Linked DNA regions of Zea mays: region 1 is linked to region 2. The links are chromatin contacts, called in public Hi-C maps. All regions are on one chromosome and are shown on one strand. Each heading gives the region's core, a stretch centred on a gene start, on an enhancer-like site or on the middle of the called end of the contact. The rest is flanking DNA. Distances are from core to core; before and after follow the strand shown.

Evidence for each region. A called contact is a pair of places that touch in the nucleus more often than the background predicts.
Region 1: a contact with region 2 is called in a Hi-C map of bundle sheath, with 4 times the contacts expected there. The contact joins the promoter of LOC103654171 here to the promoter of LOC100381400 in region 2. A contact is called at or near these places in 5 of 25 Hi-C or Micro-C datasets (bundle sheath, ear and leaf).

What each region holds. Positions count from the first base shown.
Region 1 is chr4:178,869,532-178,875,291 of Zm-B73-REFERENCE-NAM-5.0, reverse strand. It overlaps LOC103654171 (60S ribosomal protein L39-like), which reads left to right and starts at 2,463. Exons shown (of 3, transcript NM_001377485.1): 1 at 2,463-2,523; 2 at 2,617-2,720; 3 at 2,809-3,075. The coding sequence starts at 2,521. The coding sequence ends at 2,857.
Region 2 is chr4:178,690,886-178,697,348 of Zm-B73-REFERENCE-NAM-5.0, reverse strand. It overlaps LOC100381400 (beta-12-N-acetylglucosaminyltransferase II), which reads left to right and starts at 1,961. Exons shown (of 1, transcript NM_001174241.2): 1 at 1,961-3,444. The coding sequence starts at 1,989. The coding sequence ends at 3,329.

The sequences.
Region 1 (5,760 bases), core at 1,214-3,713, 180 kb before region 2:
ACGTTTCTGTTTCCTTCTTGTTGTTTAGTGTCGAGCCGTGCGTGACCGGCTTTGGTTGTTGCGTAGCCGTATGCTGGCGAGACAGAGAGATCTGGACTTGGACGGCCCCGGGAATTGCGGCTACGACTTGGAGCCTTTGTAGCACGGAGGATCTATGCCATGACGGTTGTTATTTAACTGCCAAATTGGCAGAAAGGGCTGGCGCCAACAAACCGATCGATGGGAATGGAATCGTGCACCAAAAGTTAATTAAAATCCTGATCTTAGCTTGACGACCCAATGGTAGGATGCCTGGTGAGTGGTGAATATCTGTCTCCTACTACCACAGCTACGTAGTACTCTCACAGTTCTAAGCTATTTTGTCCATATGTACCTTTTGTGAAGTGCATTGCAAACGAAATCCAGTACATATAGGAATCAGATTTTATATCGTTGCATCTCTTGAAAGCTCTACAGACTTTTATTTATATCGGATTGCACCTGTCGACAGAAATCACTGTAATAGTTAGTGGCACAAGAAAAAGAATTTCTGCCACTTACAATAAGCATCTCTCTCTTTAATTTATCTAGAGATTAAATGGTACGAGTTATTTTAACATTGTCAATCTTTAATGGTTCACCGATTGTTTTATCGCACTTGACAAAACTAAAAGTAAATCTAACTTATTCTTGCTAATTCTTTTGAATCGATAATCATGTTGGAGGTTTTGACCTTAGCTGGCTGAACAAGTTCAGTGGCATATGTATCATTAGACTCATCATCTGAGGTACTTTAATCGCATCCTACCATGTGCTTGTTATGAAGAGATGTTTTAGATGGTTCTTTACTACGAAATTCACAAGTCTTTTTTTTCTCGAACGCACAGGAGAACTGCGCTCCATTATATATTAAGCATAGAAATAGAAAAACAAAACAAAACAAAAGGTTTACAGTCCTCCTTACGGAGGCCAGAAACAGGCATACAAATATAGATCCATAAGGGGATCAAAAAATCAAACTACTCAAATCTTCCTAAGGCTCTACCAAGGGTTCAGCCAGATGTGTGAGGCCTTTTGCACTGGCCACTTCACATCTTCTTCTTTCCTCATGTAAGATCATGTAAGATGCACTTGAATTAGCGAGAAGAACTAGTCGTCGTCTAATTTTCCTTTTAAGTACGAGCACAATCCATTAAAAGCCTGCCCTATTGTTTATCTGTAACATGGATCTGAAAATATCGGTTTCTAATATCTCGAAATCTCTAAACATAATCACTAACTGGTTCATCTCTTTCATGCCAAAGTGATGCTAAGTCAACTAATTCTAACTCATATTCCTAGAGAGAGAAAATGCTCATATATATTATGTTCTAAATCACCCCAAGAGCTAATATAGTTGGGAGGCAAGACAATATGCCATGCAAAAGCGTTACTACTAAGGGGCAAAGAAAATATGCGAAAACAGAAAGCTTCTCTATGGTCCAATTCTTCTAGTTATGCTAGAAATTGGCATGTGCGATTGTGTGTGATTTTACCCACACTCACTAGAAAACTTTTGGAAATCCAATATTCTAGTCTCTTACGGGTATGGGATGGTGTCAAATCGGTGGTCATATGGCTTCCGATATGACTTTCATATTCCGGTCACAACAGACATTCCAGCATGAGGTGTGGGACGGTGAAGATTAAAAATGACATAGAGCCGAAGCAAGATAAAGATTAAGATTAGAAACTACAACTATAGTTAAACTATGGCTACAACAACTTCTAGATCTAATGCATAAGAAAAAAAAAGTAAAAAACTACTTTATAGATCGATTGTTGGTTGATTTAATCGATCGTACCCCTTTGTATATGTAGGGAGTCTGGACCCGTTCCTAAAAAAAACCCAACAGTTCCTCGTGAGTTATTAGAATAATCCCGTGAAGAATAAGGACTTCAGCCCGACCTAATCTAATCCTATACTATCCAGGTTGACACACGGACTGAGGAGCGAATTGTTTGAGCCATAAGGCCAGATCGTCGTACTTGTTGGCTGGTAGATTCGGTGCTCAATAGAAAATCACCATATACGCGCCGAGGGACGGAGCCAGAAAAAACTTTAGGAGGGACTGGACTAAATTGCTGTAGTATAAAAACTTATTTTACACTATATTGTATATATTTTAGATTATAGGAGGCTATAGTGAGGCTCCATGGGATCCGAAGCGGTAGGGGGGGCTCGAGCCCCGCCCGCCCCACCGCTGGATCCGTCCCTGTCGCGCCTGTTATCATAAGAATATCTTCTACTATCCAAAGCACAAGATATGTTTGCCCTTACATCAAACTAATGGGCTCTATGCAATACAAGGCCTATTACGTTGCCCAGGAACAGGCCAGCTTCGGCCCACGGGGGTCCAGCCCATGAGGCAAGCATGCCCAACCCAAACACCGCGCCTCTCGCTTCCACTATATAATCCTCACTATCCGCCATTTCATGCCTTCAGGCTTCTAGGGTTTTCGCGCCGCCGCCGCCGCCGCTTCGTCGTCTCCGCCGCAGCGATGGTAACTGCCGCCTTTTCCATGGTGTTGCACTGTGCCGCCTTGGTCCCATTGTTTCTCTGACATGGTTGCCGGTCTGCTCCTCTGTTCGCGCAGCCGTCGCACAAGACCTTCCGGATCAAGAAGAAGCTGGCGAAGAAGATGCGCCAGAACCGCCCCATCCCCTACTGGATCCGCATGCGCACGGACAACACCATCAGGTGACGGCCTCGACCTCACTAAACTCCCGCTCGTGTGATCTGGATCCGGCTGTTGCTGACCCAGCGGCTGCGTACTGTGCTGTTTCAGGTACAACGCCAAGCGCAGGCACTGGCGCCGCACCAAGCTCGGCTTCTGAGCGCGCGGATCGGCCGGCTCCTGCGTCGGAATTCTAGGGTCTCTACCTTTCCTTTGGTTTTATCGATGTCTCTTGTGTTTCTGTAAGCTAGCAAACAGTTCCAGAAAGCTTTTGTTAAGATTTTGATGACGCTAAGAGGATTGATGCTACTATGCTGTACTCAGGATTCCATGCTGCATTGCGATGCTAAATTAAAGAACCTCTGTTACCTTACTTTATGTGTAGTGTTGCAGTGATTGAGTCCTAGATTTGATCACTGGGTCAGTTCCGATGCATGGATTGTGGTGTCTCTCTTTGACTACGCTGGAATGAAATGAATACATAAGCCATTCATATACCTTCATAGAATAAATTGTCAGCGCAGGTGCCCCATGTAAGTTTTTGTCTGCAGTGGTGCATGCATTGTTGGTTTTAACATTGTTTGACTTGTAGATGGTTAACGAGCTCTGTGTATATGAATAGTGAATGCCTGTGTTTGGTAATGAGCTCATTGCTTGACTCAGTCATATGTTGTAGTAGATCTGTGTGGTTCTTGGAAGGATAAACCTAGTGGTTATGTACATGATGGTAAGTTGGTAACCTATTGGTATTTAGATGATCCTCTTCTATGGTTGAGAGGACGTTGAAATCTTCCAACATCTGGCATCAGTGCCCGGAAACAGGGAAGAGAAGAATTTCAGGTTCAGGGGCATCGTGGCTGACGGACGCAAAAAATGGGGCAGGCAATGAACTGTTGTCTCATTAGTCTGTGCCGTTGCGTGTGTTGCTCAGGGGTCAGGGCCACTACATCTCAGGATGTAGGATAGGATTACCTGTTATTTCTATTATCAATGATCGATCACTATATTGTTTTAGAAACCTTTTCCGCGTTGCCAGTTGCGATGATGAGATGATCATTTTTACTAATCTGTATGGTCGGTGTATGATGTCAGGCTTCTTGGTTGCACTCGCTTTTACTCTGTATATGTCATCTGTGGGGGCTGTTAACTTCTCATTAAGCATGCAATCTATAGAGACAAACACAAAAGAAATAGAACAGTAGATACGGATTAAAGCCAAGCTAACATGCCCGTCTTTTTTATTAGCTTAGCTACATGATTTTGTCGAAACCTTGTGTTATACTGTCAGGTTTTGAATTGCGTTTTACAGAGTAATTGTCGTGCGCTGTTCTCGTGGTGTTGATCTGGTGCTGGCGCTATTTTGTTCATTCTTGTCTTTTTTTTCTTTGCTTGTGAAATTCAAGGATGTTAAACGTTGCAACTAACTTATTGTTTTTGCTTTTTTTTGGTTTGTATAGTTTCGGACGTGTTTACTGGCATTTCCAGTGAACGCTGAGGATGCCCCAACGCCTCTATTTACAAATTTAATTGCGATTCGTCGGGCTGGTCGCCTGTAAGTGTCCGACCAGGGGGACGACGTCATTTATTTTTCTGGTCGTCCTAATCATTGATTAGGCGTCCAAATTGTCTGATTAGTCGTTCGATTAGCCATCTCTGGTCGACCAGTGTGCAGCGGGCTAGATGTGCTATTGGGCTTCACCGTTTTTTGGTCAAGTAGCTGCATAAATCTGTATAAATCTGTTTGCGCCCCTAAACTCTAAAGCCTCCCCTGTGCCTGCGCCCCTCTCGTCTCTCCTAAACTTTCTGTCCTCTGTGGCTCTGTCGGCGTCGGCTGCTCCAGCCTCCAGGGCTCTCCATCGTCCACCAGCGTCGGCATGCAGCTCATGCTTGAAGGTCATCCCTGCCCCCTGCTCATCTACAAGGCACAAGATGAGATGACACACAAGATGAGCTCGTCATCCGAAGGTCATCCCTGCTCCCCTCCTTCCCCCTTGTTTGCAGTTTTGCATTCTGTGCAACAATACCCATTTGTTTGCAGTCTGCCCTGGCCCTGCTCATCTAGTGTTCTATACTTTTATATTCTATTGCCTTCAATAGTTCTTAGCTTCATAGCAGCGACCAGTTTATCACAGCAGTCCAGCAGCACCAATGATCTTATTCTTACCAGTTTCCATCAGTCCAGCAATGGCACATATCTAGTGCCTAGTAGTGACTTGACCTCTATTTGTTGACATGTTCAGAGTTTCATGCTGCTGGTGGACGAAGAGGTGCTGATGTTGAGGTCTTATTCCCCGGGTCCAATGTGGTTGGCAATGGCAATGCAACTGCAAGTGATTCTGTTCCTCCGGTGACCTCAAATGTTGATAGCACAGACCCTGCTTCGGCATTATCAGCTGCCGCAGACTCAAAAAGTTTTGCTGAAAAGGCTATTGCAGCACTCCCTCCTGAGCTTAGTGCACAAGCAACTGACCCAAAAAGAAAGGCAAGGTAACAGGACCCAGGATGGAAGTTTGGGTGGTGGCGAGACACAACAAAAAAGATTTTGCTCAGTGTATTTTCTGTTCGAAGATTGTTCCTTCCGGAATCAAAAGGTTCAAGCAGCATATTGCCAGTGGGTTTGGTGACACCATGAAGTGTGCTAGAGTACCAGAATTGGTTTCAAAGGAAATGCACATGTATCTGAAAAGGAACATGAGACTTGTGATTACTGATAATATTGAAGGTGAAGAGGGAGAAGAGCGGAATGATGAAGGTCCTGAACCAAGTTCTGGGACAAAAAACAAGCAAGCAAAGAAGAAAATTGCCCAAACTGCCATGTCCTCATTTCTTGTATCCGTTCCTCCAAAACTAAGTACCCAGAAGGCAAGCAAATCAATGAGTGCCATGCTTTGCAAGACTCCAGAAGTAGTTGCAGAGAGGCATAAAAACAAAACTTCTCAGGCCACCCTTAAGCACTGCGCAAAGAAAGGGACACAAGCGCAACAAATTGTTGACGACCATGTAGTTGATTTTCTATATGAGAACAAGATTCCATTGAATGTCGTAAACTCAAGAAGTTGGCAG
Region 2 (6,463 bases), core at 712-3,211:
ACATGAACAGGGCGCCAAAACCTCTCCAGCTGCCACGACGACATGTACTTAGGGCTCTAGCTCCTCTCTGCTAGACACGTTAGCACACTGCTACACCCCCCATTGTACACCTTGGCCCTCTCCTTACGCCTATAAAAGGAAGGTCCAAGGCTCTCGTACGAGAAGGTTGGCCGCGCGGGAGAACGGGTTGGCGGACGGTCTCTCTCTCACTCTCCCTCGCGGACGATTGTAACCCCCCTACTGCAAGCGCACCCGATCTGGGCGCAGGGCAACACGAAGGCCGCGAGTTTCCCCTTTGCCTGTTTCTTCCCCCCTTCGTGCTCCGTCTCGCGTCGACCCATCTGGGCTGGGACACGCGGCGACAATTTACTCGTCGGTCCAGGGACCCCCCGGGGTCGAAACGCCGACAATTATAGAGGTGGTGTCCCGCCTTTAGGATAACCATCTTAGGTACATCAAATAATCATCCCCTCGGTTCCAAGGTTTTCCTTTCAAGATCCATTCGAAATAGTGTTATTTGTCTTACATCTTATTTACTTTCTCGCTCCCCCAAGGTCTCGACCCTCCGTGGGCAAAACCTAGGAATCATCCTAAACGAACTCACTACGAGGGTGACCTAGTGATCGTTAGTATTTGGTCCATAAAGGTGCCAATAGTATCAAATTAATGATGTTTTAGGATAGATTTTTATAGATATATTACAGGTGATGGGTGTGATAGTTCCCAAGACAAATAAACGTTAACATAATGGGTATTCGAAAAGAGTTCCGTAAAGTTTGTATAGATAAAACATTGTCACCATTACTAGTACAAAAGTCGATGCAGTAATCTTGATAATTGTGTTATAAAACTCTTCATAAAGATGATATGAGAGCATCTCCAATGACACTACCTACTAGACCCTTATCCTCACTTTAAGCAAGGAAGGCCAATAATCTAGCTCCCACGCCCATTTATCGACCTCTTATTTTCACTTTCCCCACACTTTTAGTGTCGCCTCCCCAACTGTGCCACCAAAATCCTAAATCACGCATCTTCATCCCTCGATCGATTTCAAGTAGCACCCACATTCTTTACCATCTCATCGATTTCAAGTAGCACCCACATTCTTTACAATCCCAGCCGCCACCGTCACATTTGCCCTCGAACACGAGGTACCCCGTACCCTACATCTCTCATCGACCTAGGTCGGAGCTTATCGTGACCTCCATTGAAATCCCTTCACAATGGCTCCCCTCTCTAGCACGAGGCTCTTCCCTCAACGTGTGCTCGTGACGTGATCAAGTTCGTCGATATCGACCAATTAGGAAAGATGATGACACTATATTTTTTTTTGAGATGTCCACATTAATAGAAAAAAGTTGTATTAAAAATAGATGGGTACTGAAAGAGACAAGTATAAGGTTTTGATCAAGATGCTCTAGTTTTGATAAAGAGAAAAGATAATGAGTTGAGATGACCGAGACTCTTAGAGGTGCCTCGTTAATTACAATGATCCCTACTACTACAACGAATCCATGTCTTCGCTTGAAATCGTCGGTTATTTTCGGATAAAATTTTGAAGTTTAGAACATCAGTTATCAGTGATAATGGAAGGGAGAGGATAGTTCCAACTCTTATCCAAAAAGAAGTTCAAAATCTGAGTTGCGGTGATCTGCTCATACAGAAAAGTCGTTAAAACGGAAAACATGGAAACTCGTTAAAGCGGAACAGTAAACAGAGTACCACTGCAAAAAAAAAAAAGCAGGGCAGTAGGCAACAGTCGCGGCGGCTGGCTGCACCTGCACGCCAAGAAAAATCTGCTGCTTTGGTTTCCCCAGCTCGGCAGCTCCGTCTGGTCGTGAATTCCTGACGCGGACGCGGTCTCCTCGCGGGACGAGCCTACCCTCCCTCCAGCACCAGCAGCCAACAAACTCCTCCGCCGGCGGCGCGAGATCCGGCTACCACCCACCGCGGCCGCAGGTCAGGGGCTTCTATCGTTCTTTGCCATGCCTTCCCCCTCCTCCTACCACCCCCACCACCGCGCCCGCCTCCGCTCGCGCGCTGCGCCGCTCCTCATCGTCGTCGTCCTCGCCGTCGTCGCCGTCACCGAGCTCCTCCGCAGCCGCACGGGCCTCCCCGCGCCCGCGCGCCGGGCCGGCTCTGCCACCGCCACCGCCTCCCCCTCCTCCCTTGCCAGCACCAACCAAAGCGTGGCGCAACGCAAGATCCTGCTCGACCCGGCCTTCACGCCGCGGCTGCCGCGGCAGAGCCAGCTGTCGCTCTCCCTCTCCGCGCGCAACGCGTTGCCGCCCCGCAACAGGGACCGCTTCCCGACCCTCCCCGTGGGCCACCTCAAGGTCGTGCTCTACGTGCACAACCGGCCCCGCTACCTCCGCCTCGTCGTCGATAGCCTCTCCCGCGTCGAGGGCATCGGCGAGGCGCTGCTCATCGTCAGCCACGACGGCTACTTCCCGGAGATGGACAGGATCGTGCAGGGCATCGGCTTCTGCCAGGTGAAGCAGGTCTTCGCGCCCTACTCGCCGCACCTCTTCCCTGACGCCTTCCCCGGCGCCAGCCCCGGGGACTGCCAGAGCAAGGACAGGGCCAAGGAGAAGGGGTGCCAGGGCGACCCGGACCAGTACGGCAACCACCGAGCTCCCAGAATCGTGTCCCTCAAGCACCACTGGTGGTGGATGATGAACACCGTGTGGGATGGGATGGAGGAGACCAGGGACTTCGATGGACACATCCTCTTCATCGAGGAGGACCACTACATCTTCCCCAATGCGTACCGGAATGCTCAGCTGCTTGTGGATTTGAAGCCGAAGAAGTGCCCCCAGTGCTACGCTATCAATTTGGCCCCGTCCGATGTCAAGTCGAGAGGCGAAGGTTGGGAGAGCTTGGTTGCCGAGAAGATGGGTAACATTGGCTATGCCTTCAATAGAACAGTGTGGAGGAAGATCCATGCCAAGGCTAAGCAGTTTTGCGCGTTTGACGAGTACAATTGGGATATAACCATGTGGGCGACGGTGTACCCGTCGTTCGGAGCTCCTGTTTACAGTCTCAGGGGATCTAGGAGAAGCGCTGCGCATTTCGGCAAATGCGGTCTGCACCAAGGCCAGGGTTCGAGCAATGTCTGCGTGGATAATGGTTCAGGAGCTGTGGAATTGGAGGATGCCGATAAGGTCCCTAATATCAAAGCTGATTGGCCAGTCCGCGTCATTCAGAGGCAGGAGGGGTATCAAGCTGGTTTCAAAGGATGGGGTGGTTGGGGTGACCGGCGTGATCGTGAGCTATGTTTGAGTTTTGCATACATGTACCATGTTAAAGATCCATCGTCATCGTAACTAGGCACACGGTTTTTTGGCATAAGTAGAGCCGCTGTTGTAATATTGTTTGGCATGTGCCCTTTGATCCATACACGGTTTGTGCTATAAATAGCTACTGTAGTTGCCCATCGTCAAAGTTTTTCTAGAGTGGTTAGTGTTTTTGGTTGATAGACATTGGTGCTAGATTTGGGATCAGCCTTCCTAAACAGTACCATTTACTTCAGCTCAATGATATGAATAATGTTTGTTTGCAGGACATATGGCTAAGAATCTGCCACATTATGTTTGCTTGAGGTATTAATTTATCCAGGTGTTTAATGCTGGAGTACAGTTAGAAGATCCCTAATCAATTTCTTCTCATTTCAGTCGTGTAAGTCACTCTGTAAGTTTTGCTACCATTTTCTGAACTCCATTGTTCTCCATATGATTTTATTTGGTCACATGCTCCTTCATGTGATATTTTGCTTCTTGCAAGTTCTTGTGATCTTGTGTTCTGGCTCCTTGATTTCATACATGAACCTTTGTACCCTTGTCCTTGATACCTGAGCATTTTCAGGTAGCAAGTGTTGGGCGAAGTACAAAGATGATTATTGGCCAACAAAAACATGGAGCTTCCGTGTGTTGCAGTTTGCTACACTTGCCTAACAGTATTTATTAACTGTAGTTAGCATATATGTTTATACTCACCTGTTGCTGCCAAGAATAATACTAAAGTTTTCTAATAAGTTTCAGTGATAGAATCCATGAAGCACATTGTCTGAATTTATAGGGCTTGGTGCCACAATGAAACTGTGATAAACCAGCTTTCTTCTTTTTCTGAATGAGTTAGTTTGCGCAGAATTAATTGGTCAGGCCGCCGACATGGTGTTCTGATAGGATACGTACATGTTTTCATGAACAAAACTATCAGAAAGGCTTTGAAATAAGATGGGTTTCGCTTAGCTTGGGCTGGCGCTTTTGTTGGAGTAGCCCTGAGTTTGAGCAGCCTGCTCATCTCCTCGAAATGACAAGGATTACAAAATGGTTGAGTGCTCCTGCAGAAACAGACAGACATGTACGCTGACGAGTGGGGTCCGGCACCCACTACACCACGCGACACACCAAGATATCTGGAACACTCAACCTTATATTATTATCTTGCTCTCAGGCTCAGGGCAGCTGATGCGTTACCATCCCATGCACTTTTTTCTGTGGAAGCCCACCTCTCAAGCGATGACCCGAAAAGACCCATGTCCCATCTCATGCACTTTTTTCTACGATGATTTTGTCAGTTATGATTACTTGTGCTTTCTTAACGTGCACCCTACCGATAAAGAACATGCTCTCGACTGCTGTTAAGAGTGACTTAAAGACACATTCAAGGATCTCGGCACATGAAACCTTCGGGATCTATAGCGGAACAACCACTCTAGGCCTTTTATTCCTATTTCATGTGGATTAGATGAGATTGAAAAAAATATGGAAGGTTTTGGCTTATTTAGGATTTAAATAAATAAACTCAATTTCACCCAAACTATATGGATTAAGAGCAAAATGAACAAGCTCTTATCTAGCGCCCCATGGCCAGGAGACCTCCCTTGGCCCTGGCCAGAGAGAGGCTCGACTTTGGATCGTTTATACGAGGTATCCTCTAAGCTAAGTTGTCAAGATCACATCCTTGCGCAAACATAAGCTTCTGGCTGCTCATGTCTTGGGGCACCTGTTAGACTAAACTATCAGTCCCCTTGCGCGACCCCACAGAGTGCCTAGACCGACACTAGTCTGTCAATCGCGGAGCTTGCGTCCGAGAGGCAAAAAATGTCTAGGGCTCTTTGAATCGTGAGCCTTACATAGCCCCATGGCTCTCTCATGAGTGGCCCGACTCGGACACCACATGTATCATATACTAGATTGATTGCACGTGGTGTTGGGTTATTGAGATAAGGCTCTCGTCTTGCACATTTATTGTGTGAGATAACGTAAGAGTCAAAAAACATCATTGTTATTGTGCATCATGCCATAGGTGTGCCTGTAAACACTGTGAAATATGTGCACCTCTAATTGCTATGAATTATGCCATACTTGACGGTGTAAAGAACCATAACCGCGACGGTGGCGTGCAACATTGGCCACAACAGCACGCCAAAATCATACTCTGTGTACGTTACAACAAAAATGACAACAAAGAAGTAGTCATGTATCTTCATGTAGGGCCCATGTCCATATATTGGTGTAACTTTCTTCTTTCTCGTACTATAAAAGGAGGTGTATAGTAACATATAAATGGCTTTTCCCTCTCTATACTATGAGGCTCCTACTGCTTCTCTTGTCAACCCCAAGGCTAGAGGCCGATGTGGCTCTTCATCGATACACTGCAATCGACAACTAGCATTGTTCTTGTTGTTGAGCTTAGACGTCATCTGAGTATGTAAGCTCCATCTTTACTTGCACCTAATCATCCATCACATAGAGGATACATGCTATTGTGCTCAAGTGGCCCGGTCCTCTCTACATCACACATGTGCATACATTCATATCAATGCCATGATCTGCGTCCTCCTCTCTCCCTATCTCTGGTAGTATATTTGGTATCATGATGTGAGAGCACCTAGAGGGGGTGAATAAGTGATCCTGTAAAATTCAACAACTAATAGCCACAAATCTTGGTTATACAAATGTTAGTGAGACTAAGTAGTTGCGAAGCGAGTTCTTGTGGCCAAGACAATCACAAAGAGATCAACACAAGAGACACGCGATTTTATCCCGTGGTTCGGCCAAGTAACACTTGCCTACTTCCACGTTGTGGCGTCCCAATGGACGAGGGTTGCACTCAACCCCTCTCAAGTGATCCAATGATCAACTTGAATACGACAGCTTTTCTTTGCTTATCTCTTTTTCCCGTTTGCGAGGAATCTCCACAAGTTGGAGTCTCTCTCCTTTACAACAAAGATCACAATGAAAACACGGAGTAAGGTTGGAAAGAGCAACGCACACTAGAATTAAATCCACACCGCAAACACGCACACAAGTGAGAAGATGAGCACACAAAACACGCGCAGGGAGTTTACAACTCGAAAAGTGCTCCAATCTCAAGAACGATGAACGATTGCGTGAAAGTGAGGACTAGAAGTCTTGGAATGCTTAGAGTGTGCTTGGGTGTCTCCTCCATGCGC